3 separate regions of the Zea mays genome follow, and all the other regions are linked to region 1. The links are chromatin contacts, called in public Hi-C maps. All regions are on one chromosome and are shown on one strand. Each heading gives the region's core, a stretch centred on a gene start, on an enhancer-like site or on the middle of the called end of the contact. The rest is flanking DNA. Distances are from core to core; before and after follow the strand shown. Region 1 holds the start of LOC100274837 (Putative CBL-interacting protein kinase family protein). Region 2 holds the start of LOC100274396. Region 3 holds the start of LOC103641354.

What was found. A called contact is a pair of places that touch in the nucleus more often than the background predicts.
Region 2: a Hi-C map of leaf shows a contact between it and region 1, with 5 times the contacts expected there. The contact joins the promoter of LOC100274396 here to the promoter of LOC100274837 in region 1. A contact is called at or near these places in 6 of 25 Hi-C or Micro-C datasets (bundle sheath, ear, endosperm and 1 more).
Region 3: a Hi-C map of leaf shows a contact between it and region 1, with 5 times the contacts expected there. The contact joins the promoter of LOC103641354 here to the promoter of LOC100274837 in region 1. A contact is called at or near these places in 2 of 25 Hi-C or Micro-C datasets (bundle sheath and leaf).

The regions. Positions count from the first base shown.
Region 1 is chr10:88,493,141-88,496,355 of Zm-B73-REFERENCE-NAM-5.0, reverse strand. LOC100274837 (Putative CBL-interacting protein kinase family protein) reads left to right here and starts at 1,565. Exons shown (of 11, transcript NM_001365863.1): 1 at 1,565-1,913. The coding sequence starts at 1,680.
Region 2 is chr10:88,327,209-88,330,647 of Zm-B73-REFERENCE-NAM-5.0, reverse strand. It overlaps LOC100274396, which reads left to right and starts at 1,662. Exons shown (of 12, transcript NM_001148756.1): 1 at 1,662-1,727. It also overlaps the pseudogene LOC103642603.
Region 3 is chr10:88,304,106-88,307,502 of Zm-B73-REFERENCE-NAM-5.0, reverse strand. LOC103641354 reads right to left here and starts at 1,344. Exons shown (of 2, transcript XM_008664710.4): 1 at 331-1,344; 2 at 1-240. The coding sequence starts at 1,195. The coding sequence ends at 176.

The DNA.
Region 1 (3,215 bases), core at 316-2,815:
GAAGGGGAATACTAGTCCTACATCTCTTTATATAGTCCATTCATGATTCTAATCCTAGTATGTTAGGATAAAATAATTATAATTCTATTATAAAGATGAACTTTCCTTAGTCGACTATATATCAGTTTGCTTGTTGTGAAATCCATGCCATCTTATGCTATGTCTCCTTAGTAGCAATATATGGATTGGCCCATCTCCTTACCAGGTAGTTGTCTCTATGGGGAATCGCTAGCATCTTGATCTGTCAAGCATCACAAGTTCTTTGTGGGTGAACTTTGAAGTTTTCTTGAATCTTCATGTCATTGCTAAGTAGAATCAAGCATCACCTGAGTATCTTCTTAAGAGAATCCATGTAGTGCTCCTTAAATTTTACTTCTACGGCGTGCGGTTTCTTGCAAAGCACATATATTGGGCATAGCCCACATGGCTTGTGCTATTTAGCATTAACAACGAGGTGATCACCAAGATCATCGCCTTAAAGCAAAGGAATTACAAGACTCATTGAAGACCTTAAAAGATCATGTAAGAGTCCAAGACACACAACAAAAGAAGCCCAAGTAAAGAAACATGAAAACACATTCTAGTGGTGCACCGAAGGTTATACCGGACCGGTGAAGGTGCATGTACCGAAGATTGAACAGTGTCTCCTCTTCCATTGTCAGCATCCCTCCGTCTCCATGGTTCCTGGCTTGCTGCATCTCACATGTTATTTGTAAAATCAATGGGGTTCAGATCTATTAGGGTCTGTATTGACATATTTGTATTACCTTTGGATTATAGTAGTTACGTAAAATAATCTCTAGGCGATCCAAACATCCTAGATCATTGAATTATAGCAATCCAGATTAATGTAATTCAAAAACAAGACCTTAACCCCGCAATTTTAGGACGCTACGTTGATTCCTGAAATTAAGTTCGAAGATTTAATTCAGATTTTAGTACATGTGTGGGCTTCTTCGCTGTTTTTTAGTTGGGTGCACATAGCCCAAGTATAAAGGGACCGAAGAACTCTAAGGTTATGGCCAATAAATTATATATATATATATATATATATATATAACCATGTAAAAATATTATATTATATTGTAGAATGCACCGTTTATAGATTATTTATAAGGTCCCGTTTGATTTAGGGTGACTAAAGTTCTAAAGCTTAGTCACTTTAGTCCCTAAAGAAGTAAATATGGTGACTAAAATAAGGTGACTAAACTTTAGTTCTTTAGTCAACAAGGGGTGACTAAAGTATAATTTTTACCGTATTAACCCTCTCTATTTTCTTGTTACAACAAACATATACTATTTAATAAAGGTAATATAGTCATTATTCACAGTAATTAATGCTCTTTAGTCCTGTTTAGTCACTGAAAACAAATGGGACCAAACGGTGTACTTTAGCGACTAAACTTTTCACTAAAGTCTAGTCTAGTGACTACAAAACAAAGCCTTATTAACGCAGATTACATTATAAAATGAAGTTTGTTGTGGTTCTAGATAGGCTAATAAAAAAGCGGATAAAGGAGAGGAGCGGGCACGACGGCTGCAGGAGACCCGTATAAATACGATCTGGTTTCCGTTCCCAATCCCCTTCTTCCCCGACTCGCCCGGCGCTGAATAAGATTCCCCTGTATTCTGTTCCAGAGATGAGCTGATCGAGCAGCCCGTCGCCAAGCCAACCGGACATGGTGAGCGACGGCGCGCGCGGGCTGCTGGGCGCGTACGAGCTCGGGCGGACGCTCGGGGAGGGCAACTTCGGGAAGGTGAAGCAGGCGCGGCACCGCGGCAGCGGCGGGCAGTTTGCCGTGAAGATCATGGAGCGCGCCAGGGTGCTGTCGCAGCGCGCGGACGAGCAGATATGCCGCGAGATCGCCACGCTCAAGCTGCTCGCGCACCCCAACGTCGTCCGCCTCCACGAGGTCGGTGTCGGTCCGCTCGTCTTCCATCTCCGAATTCCTAGATTTGTTAACATAGATTCGTTGCGTGTTGAGACGCCTTCGCCGTTCCTAGATTTGCTTCTCGAAAATTCCACCCATCTCTACCCCAGTTGTTTTTTTTTTTGATCGATTTGAGTATTACTGGTAAGTATCGCAGTTTTTTTGATCGATTTGCCTGGCCGCAGCTCAGCTGCAAGCCTGCACTGCAACTTGGCCACTGTCCACTGCTGCAAGACTTTTGTCTACTGGCTCTCGCTCGTCTTCGTCTACCGCACGTGCACGGTGCACCACACCACCCTCTCAGCCACAATTTTCACCCATACAAATTTTGGAACGTAAAAGTCCAGACTTTCAATACTTAGTATAATTACTAATTAGTACTACTAGCATGTACACTCTACTTAGCAAAGGTTGAGCCCATAGATCTGGACAGCGATAAATTAATAATATTTGTAAATATTGTCGATGTCTTTCTGTACTTTTTCGGTCTCGGGATAACGACGCACCTCACGTATCAGAGAGTCAGCATTTTTAAAAAAGATAATATTAACTTATATGTAAAGAAATTCTAGTATAAGTATTTATATCTTCGAATAAATTTATTATTAAATTTATTATCGAATAAATCGATTATTTTTTATATATAATTTTAAAACATTTGTCTTCTCGGTGTACTTGCTACTTTTTTCGGAATGAGGGAGAGTAGCAGTAGTGAATCAATGCTGCTGGTGCACATGGCATGCACACCCGTTGGCAGAGACAGGCGTGTGGGTCCGCCTCGGCCTATCCCAGTCCCACCATAGTGAGGCTGAGCTGGTGGACACGGTGCTCCATGTCGCGCTGCTCCGGGTCCACCAATTATTGGCACGACCCACCCAACTACCCAAGTAGTAGTAGTATACAATTATTGCTTAATTAATCCAACTTGCAACACCCCAGTGATTGTAGTGTTTGTTACAAAACATGTTACAATGTGATTAAATCCCTCCATTTGACAATTACTTCCCAAGGGACACACCCATTGGAAAACACTGTTTAATCTTGTATATAACGGAACCCCCTTTGCAATAAAGACACACAACAGTCACTTTCTCTCGGTTTCAAATCTCTTTGCCACTGAGTTTCAACACGTTATCAGCACTGCTCAAAGAAAATAGAGGAAGAAGAAGAACACTTGTTGTTCTTGACAAGAACAGAGGCAGCGGTCTCCAAATCAACAGGAAAGGTATGGAGCAAACCATTTCCCTTCACATCCGTCGTATGCGTGAAGTTCTCCATGTTGTT
Region 2 (3,439 bases), core at 413-2,912, 170 kb after region 1:
GGCGGTCATATTTTTAGATGCTAGTGAATGTGAATGACATTATGGCAAGCTTGACCATATGATTTGTGATGGACGTCAAATACCAAAATCGATTATAGGAAATGGTTAAGCCCATTTTCCTTTGAGTAGCCAAAGTCTTTGAGTGTTTGCCTCATCCAAAGCAATTGCACACAGCAATACCCTCCGGCAATATACTTGGCCTCGGCGGTGGATAGGGCAGCGAAATTCTATTTCTTTGAGCTCCAAGACGCTAGGGACCTCCAAAAAAACAGACATGTCCCTAATGTGCTCTTCATATCTACCTTGCACCCGACATAATCGGAATCCGAGTACCCAATTAGATCAAAGGTAGACTCCTTAGGTTACCAGAGCCCAAAGTGAGGCTTGTGAACTGAATGTCTCAAAATCTACTTCACTGCCACAAGGTGGTATTCCTTAGGATCAGATTGAAATCTAGCACAAATACATACGAAAAACATAATATCTGGTGTACTTGACATTCCTTAGCAGCTAAGGGAGTGTTTGAATGCATTATAGCTAAAGTTAGCTGTTAAAATTAGTTAAAAATATCCAAACAATCTATCTAATAGTTTAGTTATTAGGGTCTGTTTGGTTGGGCTGTGGCTGTGGAAAAAGTTGCTGTGGGCTGTGAGCTGTGGAAAAAGCTGATGTAGGCTGTGTGCTGTTAAAAAGCTAAAAATCGTTTGGTGGAAACCACTAAAAGTCGTTAAAAGTTCTTCGATATATGTTTTCACAGTTCCATCCAAAAGCCACTAAAAGCAGGTCCAGGGGTGCTTTCAGTTTTGCACTACGAGAAAGTCGGCTTTTAGAAAAAGCTGCTTCCTGGATCCAGCCCTTTGGTTGGCTTTTGGCTTTTAGGGGGCAAAAGCCAAAGCCAAAAGCCAAACCAAACACACCCTTAGTTATTTTTAGCAAATTAGTTAATAGTTAGCTAGCTATTTATTAGCTAGTTAATTTCACTAGCTATTTTTAGCCAACTAACTATAAGATGTAGCGCATTCAAATATCCCCTAAAGCTGGTCATATTTCAGCTAAACACTAACAAACCTAGCTGCTAGTGAATGTGAATGGCATTGTGGCAAGCTCGACCCGTTACATGCTACAGCAGTACAGCGCCACTGCCCGCCCCCCTCGCCTCGCCCGCCGGATCCGACCAAATCCAATCCGACAGCGGCGGGCCTCCAGCACTCCACTGCGCCCGTGTCCGCTGCCGACGGGGTGCTATAAATGGGCCGGAGCGCGGCCCGGCACGGCGTGCGCTGCAGACGGGTCGGATCTGAGACGAGACGATCCCCCTCCCCTCAGGCCTCGTTCTAGACGGAATAAATCAGTACGATTTAGAATCTGATTCAGTTTGGTGTAGATGTTCGTTTTGAACTGATCCGAAAATAAACAATCTGGTTTGGACTTTCTTCCCTCAATCTTGTACCTAGAATAAGTACAGGTGATCCAACTTTTGGATTAGTTCCTAGCATGAAAATGAGGTGGTGATCGGAATAAGTGGCAAACCAGGTTTCACTCATTCCTGGGCTGGTTTAATTACCGGCCTGGCTTGAACCATGGCGTGCCGAACTGGGCCTCAACCGGAACTTGTTTTACCCCATCTCATCCCACTGACTCCACCCACCCGCCCGCTGCCTCCGCCGGATCTCGTCGGACTCGGATCCGCCCGACCACCCCGCGCCGCCGCCGCGCAGCAGCAGCAGGTGAGCGTCCCTTCTCCTTCGGTCCGCTAGGCGCCTCCGCTGGCGCTCTGCGTTCCGGTGCCCGCTTCCTCTCCCTTCGCCCGTAGGGTTTTGTTCTCGTTGTCTGTGTGTCAAAACAAAGGCGGGCGGTTCTAGGAGCTGCGGGCTCCCGCAATGGTTGGTTCCGCGGCCAGCTGCTGCTCGCTCGGTCAGGCGGTACGCTCCGGCGCGCGTCTCGCGCATTCCTTGCCGCCATCCATCCAAAGCTGGGGCTCGGCATCCTAGGTTCCCTGGTTTCGTTCGTTCGTGCCGAGAAATGGTGAAAATACCTTTGGCTACAGCGAAAAAAACGTGTGTATATATCCAAACAAAAGCTGGGAAATACTAACAAAGGTTGTACCTTGTACCCTTTCACAGCAGACTCCATTATGTCAATGACATCAAATTTCCATCCATTCTTCTGGGCATATTTCTCGTACCTGTAACGTAGAAGAATCAAGCTTAGCGACATAGAGTGATGATCACACACATTAGCTGCAGAGCAAGATAACTGACATTCTAAATATATCCATTGCAAACAAAGAAGCCTCTTTCTCCTCCAGTTCCTGCAATATGACATCACCGTCAGTCTCACTTGTTGCCCAATAACTGAAAGGTGAATTGTGCTCATGTGCGTACAAGGGCAAGATCTGGTTTACCTGCCCGCACCTCCAATATGCAATCCTTTTCATCTGCTTCATCCTTTGGAAGCAGCGATCTAAACAGTTCATGCTGCAATCGTTTCTCCTCCTCGACAGCCACAAGAAGCTCCTCTGCTGCCATCTCACACATGTCTTTCTCTTCACGATCATTTGCTACCAAAGATTTGAGACCCTCGATTTCCTATGATCGGAACATAAATAGACTCCTCTGAATCCTCAATAGTTCATACATTGATACATACAGTAGGTTGTGTCTTGTTTAAAAAATGTAACAAGATCACAATTCACAACCTCCTGTTTCGATCTCAGGTCTTTGATCAATTCCATGGTGCTCTCCAGCTTGTGGAACTCCTTGTTAGCCCTCGAGTACTCTTCCGGCGAGGCGGCTGGCTGTCTTTATTAACACCAACTCACATCAAGGCTATTGCAGCTAGTCTAACTTAAAATTACCGTACAATGATAATGGTTCCTCTCTTGTTACAACTGAAAAAGCATTAAAGAGAAGCTGTCCCATCTGAAATTACCTGGTTGATTTGCTCTTGGAGGTACGCGCTCCTCTGCTCGATCAACTTCATTCTCTGCTCCATGATCTCCACTAGGTTCGTAGGGAGTTGCTGGCTCATCTCTGATACCAAAAAAGAACAAAAAAAATTTAAAAAGGGGACTGAAACAAGATTTCGAGAGCGTTCTGCTCTTCTTGCAGCATTTTTTTAGAAATAGTCAAGTTATGAAGTGATACACAGCGCAATCATACTATCGTCTGCGAAATCGAAGCTGAAAGAGGGGAGGAAGCAAGAAGGGAGAGGAGAGGTGCTCACCGGCGGTGGAGTAGAACCGTGGAGAAAGGCAGGGTCGCTCTAGACCGCAGGAGGCGACGCTACGACAGAGGAAGTGTTGTGGCGGAGCCGCCAGAGAGCGGCGAGGGCGCCTCCGCCGCATCGGCATAGGTGATGCTGCATCGCGGCGGCGGGGCGGCGGAAGTATGAATCTACTGGTGCTCGTTGCCTTCGGGTTCGGCCTGTCCTCTTTGAC
Region 3 (3,397 bases), core at 95-2,594, 190 kb after region 1:
GCTAGCATGCCAAAGAGTAGGATATACGGTGAGGAGACTCTGAAATGCGATCCTTACACTTTGCAAGATCACTGCACGGCAAACCTCAGTCTCTCCTCAGACTGTTTCGCTGCACAAAATCACGCTAACACAATGGAATAGGGGGAGGAAGAAGCAGATTACAGCACCAACAATCTCACGACTGCAAGGTCCCAAACAGAGGAAAGCGATCCTGATCATCCCTCGGTGGAGGCGCAGAGCCTGCAAGAATGTCACAGCAACAATCAGTAAACAAGGGAGTAGCAGATTGGATTCCCATCTGCAGTGGTTCAATGTAACAAAATCGCCCACCTTGCGCTTCTTGTTTCACGACAGGCTTCTTCTCCTCCCTTGATGAGGGAGTCGGCAATGGCACCGAAGTGGCTGCCGCCGCCGCAGCTGCAGCCGCCGCGAACGCCAGCGCAGGCTGCTGCATGGCGTTGAGCTTGAGCATCTTGTCCCTGTCCCTATTGGCCTCGTGCTTCTTCTTGGGGGGCGCGGGCTGGGCTGCCTCGGGCTTCTTCTTGGGGGCTGGGGGCTGGGCGGCCGCGGGCGTGGGCGCGGGCGCGGCCGGCCTCATCTTGGCGTCCCTGGCCTCCGCCTCGAGCGCGCGGAAGGCGGCGTCGAGCATCTCGCGGGTGCGCTTCCTGGCCGAGGCGGCCTCGGCGACGCGGCGCTCCGCCTCCTCGCGGGCGGCGGCCGCGGCGCGGCTGACGGAGTCGTGCGCGAGACGCGCGGCGACGAGGAGGACCCGCGCGTCGCGCTCCTCGAGCGGGCGGCGGCCGGGCGCTGGCGCGAACGAGAAGGCGCTGCCGTCGGCAGCGGCGGCGCAGGGCGGGCAGACGAAGGGCGCTGGGTGCTCCGCCGGGACGCACGAGAGGTGCGCGACGGAGACGCCGCAGGCGGAGCAGGGCGCTGTGGGCCCGGGCGGGGCGACGGCAGGGTCGCCCGGGGGAGCGGCGGCAGCGGCGGGGCAGGAGGAGAGGAGGTGGAGGCAGGCGGAGCAGAAGGCGGACGGGCTGTAGAGGAGGACGCAGGAGGAGCAGAGGAGGCAGAAGACGCCCTCGTGACGGAAGTGGTGGAGCGGCCAGGCGTCGCGGCCCGAGGCGCAGCGGTCGCCGCCGCAGCCGCCCTTGGCAGAGGGCGCCGGCGGGGACGGGCGGAAGGGGGTCGTCATGGCGATGGCGGCTTCAAGAGGAGGGGCCGGGGTGGGTGGGACGATTGGACGAGGATTAGGGTTTGGGTGGAGACGCGACCAAACGGCTCACTCGACGAGCAGGTCGCAGAGGTTTTTCTTCAGCTCTTTGACGTGGGAAAAAAAGAGAGGGAAAAGCTCCAAGAAAAAAAGAAATAAGGAGAAACAATCATTTCTATTTTATGTTTATTACATAAAAATTATTTTTTACCGAACCTTGTTACTCGCATACAGTAACATGAGCTCCAAATTCTTTTTATTAGACAGAGACGTAGATTCGGTTCTCGTACTGAAACTAGATAGAACGCACACGCCTGATCTTCGAGTTAAAAATGGTTGGATGCAGATATGTAAGAACATCAAAATTTGGTATCGCCTGATAGATGATTCCTTTATATTTGTACAATTTTCAGGTGTATATACACAAAGAAAAGAGATAAGTAAGCAACATCAAAAGTAGGTGTCAAAGCAAAATTGTTTAAAACTAAACTAATTTATGAAAGCGGTAATAATAATTATGATTCCAGATAGAAATAATATGAAAATATGTACCATAACGAATCTAACAATATTTATTTAATATCACAAAAAAACATATGTTTAAAAAAGACTAGGTTCTTCAGCTCCTAACTGTGCGATACTCTTATATGCACTTTTATACCTCTCTATGCTTTGCATGTGTATGATATGTGTGCTATGTTGTGACATGTGTTATCTTTACTATTTATCTTATATCATGTCACGTATGACCGTTTATAGTTGTATTCTTTCAATCTATATCTCAAGTAAACGAGCTTATTCATATACTTAGGCTACCAGTGGCGGACCTAGATCAAAAAATGAGTGGGGGCTAATTACCATACTGATCAAACCATTTACCATAACAACATAGACAATAAGCTTTGTCCTCTTTTAATTCTGTTTTAGGCATTATTTTCAATGAATCTTCATTGCTTTTAGATGCTATTCTAGGCTTTATTTTTCAGCCCAACATTTTTTCTCACTAATGGTAATGAAAAATCGGGAGACTGGGGGCCTGTAACTGACCTTGAGTGGGGGCCTAATTAATTGGGTACTAAGCATTATACATGGTTTTTGAAAATTGAGCGGGGGCCAAGGCCCCCACTATGTTGTATGTGTGTCCGGCCAGGCTATCTTTCTCTTGTATGGTACACGCCTATGAATTTTTGTTATATGATCTTGTACTAACATTTCATGTTACAACAGTAAAAGTTTATATAAACAAGGTTTCTTTAAAACCTGAAATATTTTCACACATGCTTGAGAATAGGTTGATTTCAATCATTAAAGGGGGAATTTAAAGCACCTAGGATCCTAATGAGTTATTGTGACTAACGTGTATTTCAAAAAAAACTAAGTTAGTTCACAATAATGGAGATCGATTGGGCTTACATGGTAATCATACCTCTATTAATGGAAACCAATTATCGATTTTCAAAGGATAAGTGGTCGGGTTAAAGGATCAGCTATTTCTAAATATCAATGTAGTTGATGGACACTTGGAGTAGTGATAGGACCTTTATTTTTCTTTTGGTCATACTATAAAAGGGATAAAATAAGTAGCTTGACCTAAGCAAGTCTAGTTAAGAGTAATGATGTACACTTGTGAAAAATTATTTATGTCCCCATTGGGTGCGAGAATCATCAAGTGCACATAAATCCAATATACTCACTCTGTCCCAAAATAATAGTTCTTTCTAACCCTATTTTTCGTCCACATTCATTCAAATGATAATGAATATAAATATATATGCAAAGTACATTAATAAATTAATCGATGAATATACATTTAGTCTAAAACAAATTATTTTTGGGACAGAGGGAGTATAATACAACACTTTACAAATTGGAGTTGCACTATATCAGTCACATCCACGTAAATGGAAATATTTAGAATGATCATATTTTTGGAAATTCATGTCTTGTTTAAACCATTACTCCCTCAAAACATGGGTTTCAAACAATCATGACATTTGCTAAACTCTTGAAATGAAAGACTGCATCTTCAACCTGTCACATGCAGACACAATTATTTACAGATGGAAACAAACTAATTTCAAAATTCATATAAGTAAACTAGCACAACAGTCGGTAGCAAGGTAAAGACAGACAAGATACTTTCAAGACCTTGTATGTGGCTTGGTAAACAACCAAAAATCCAAA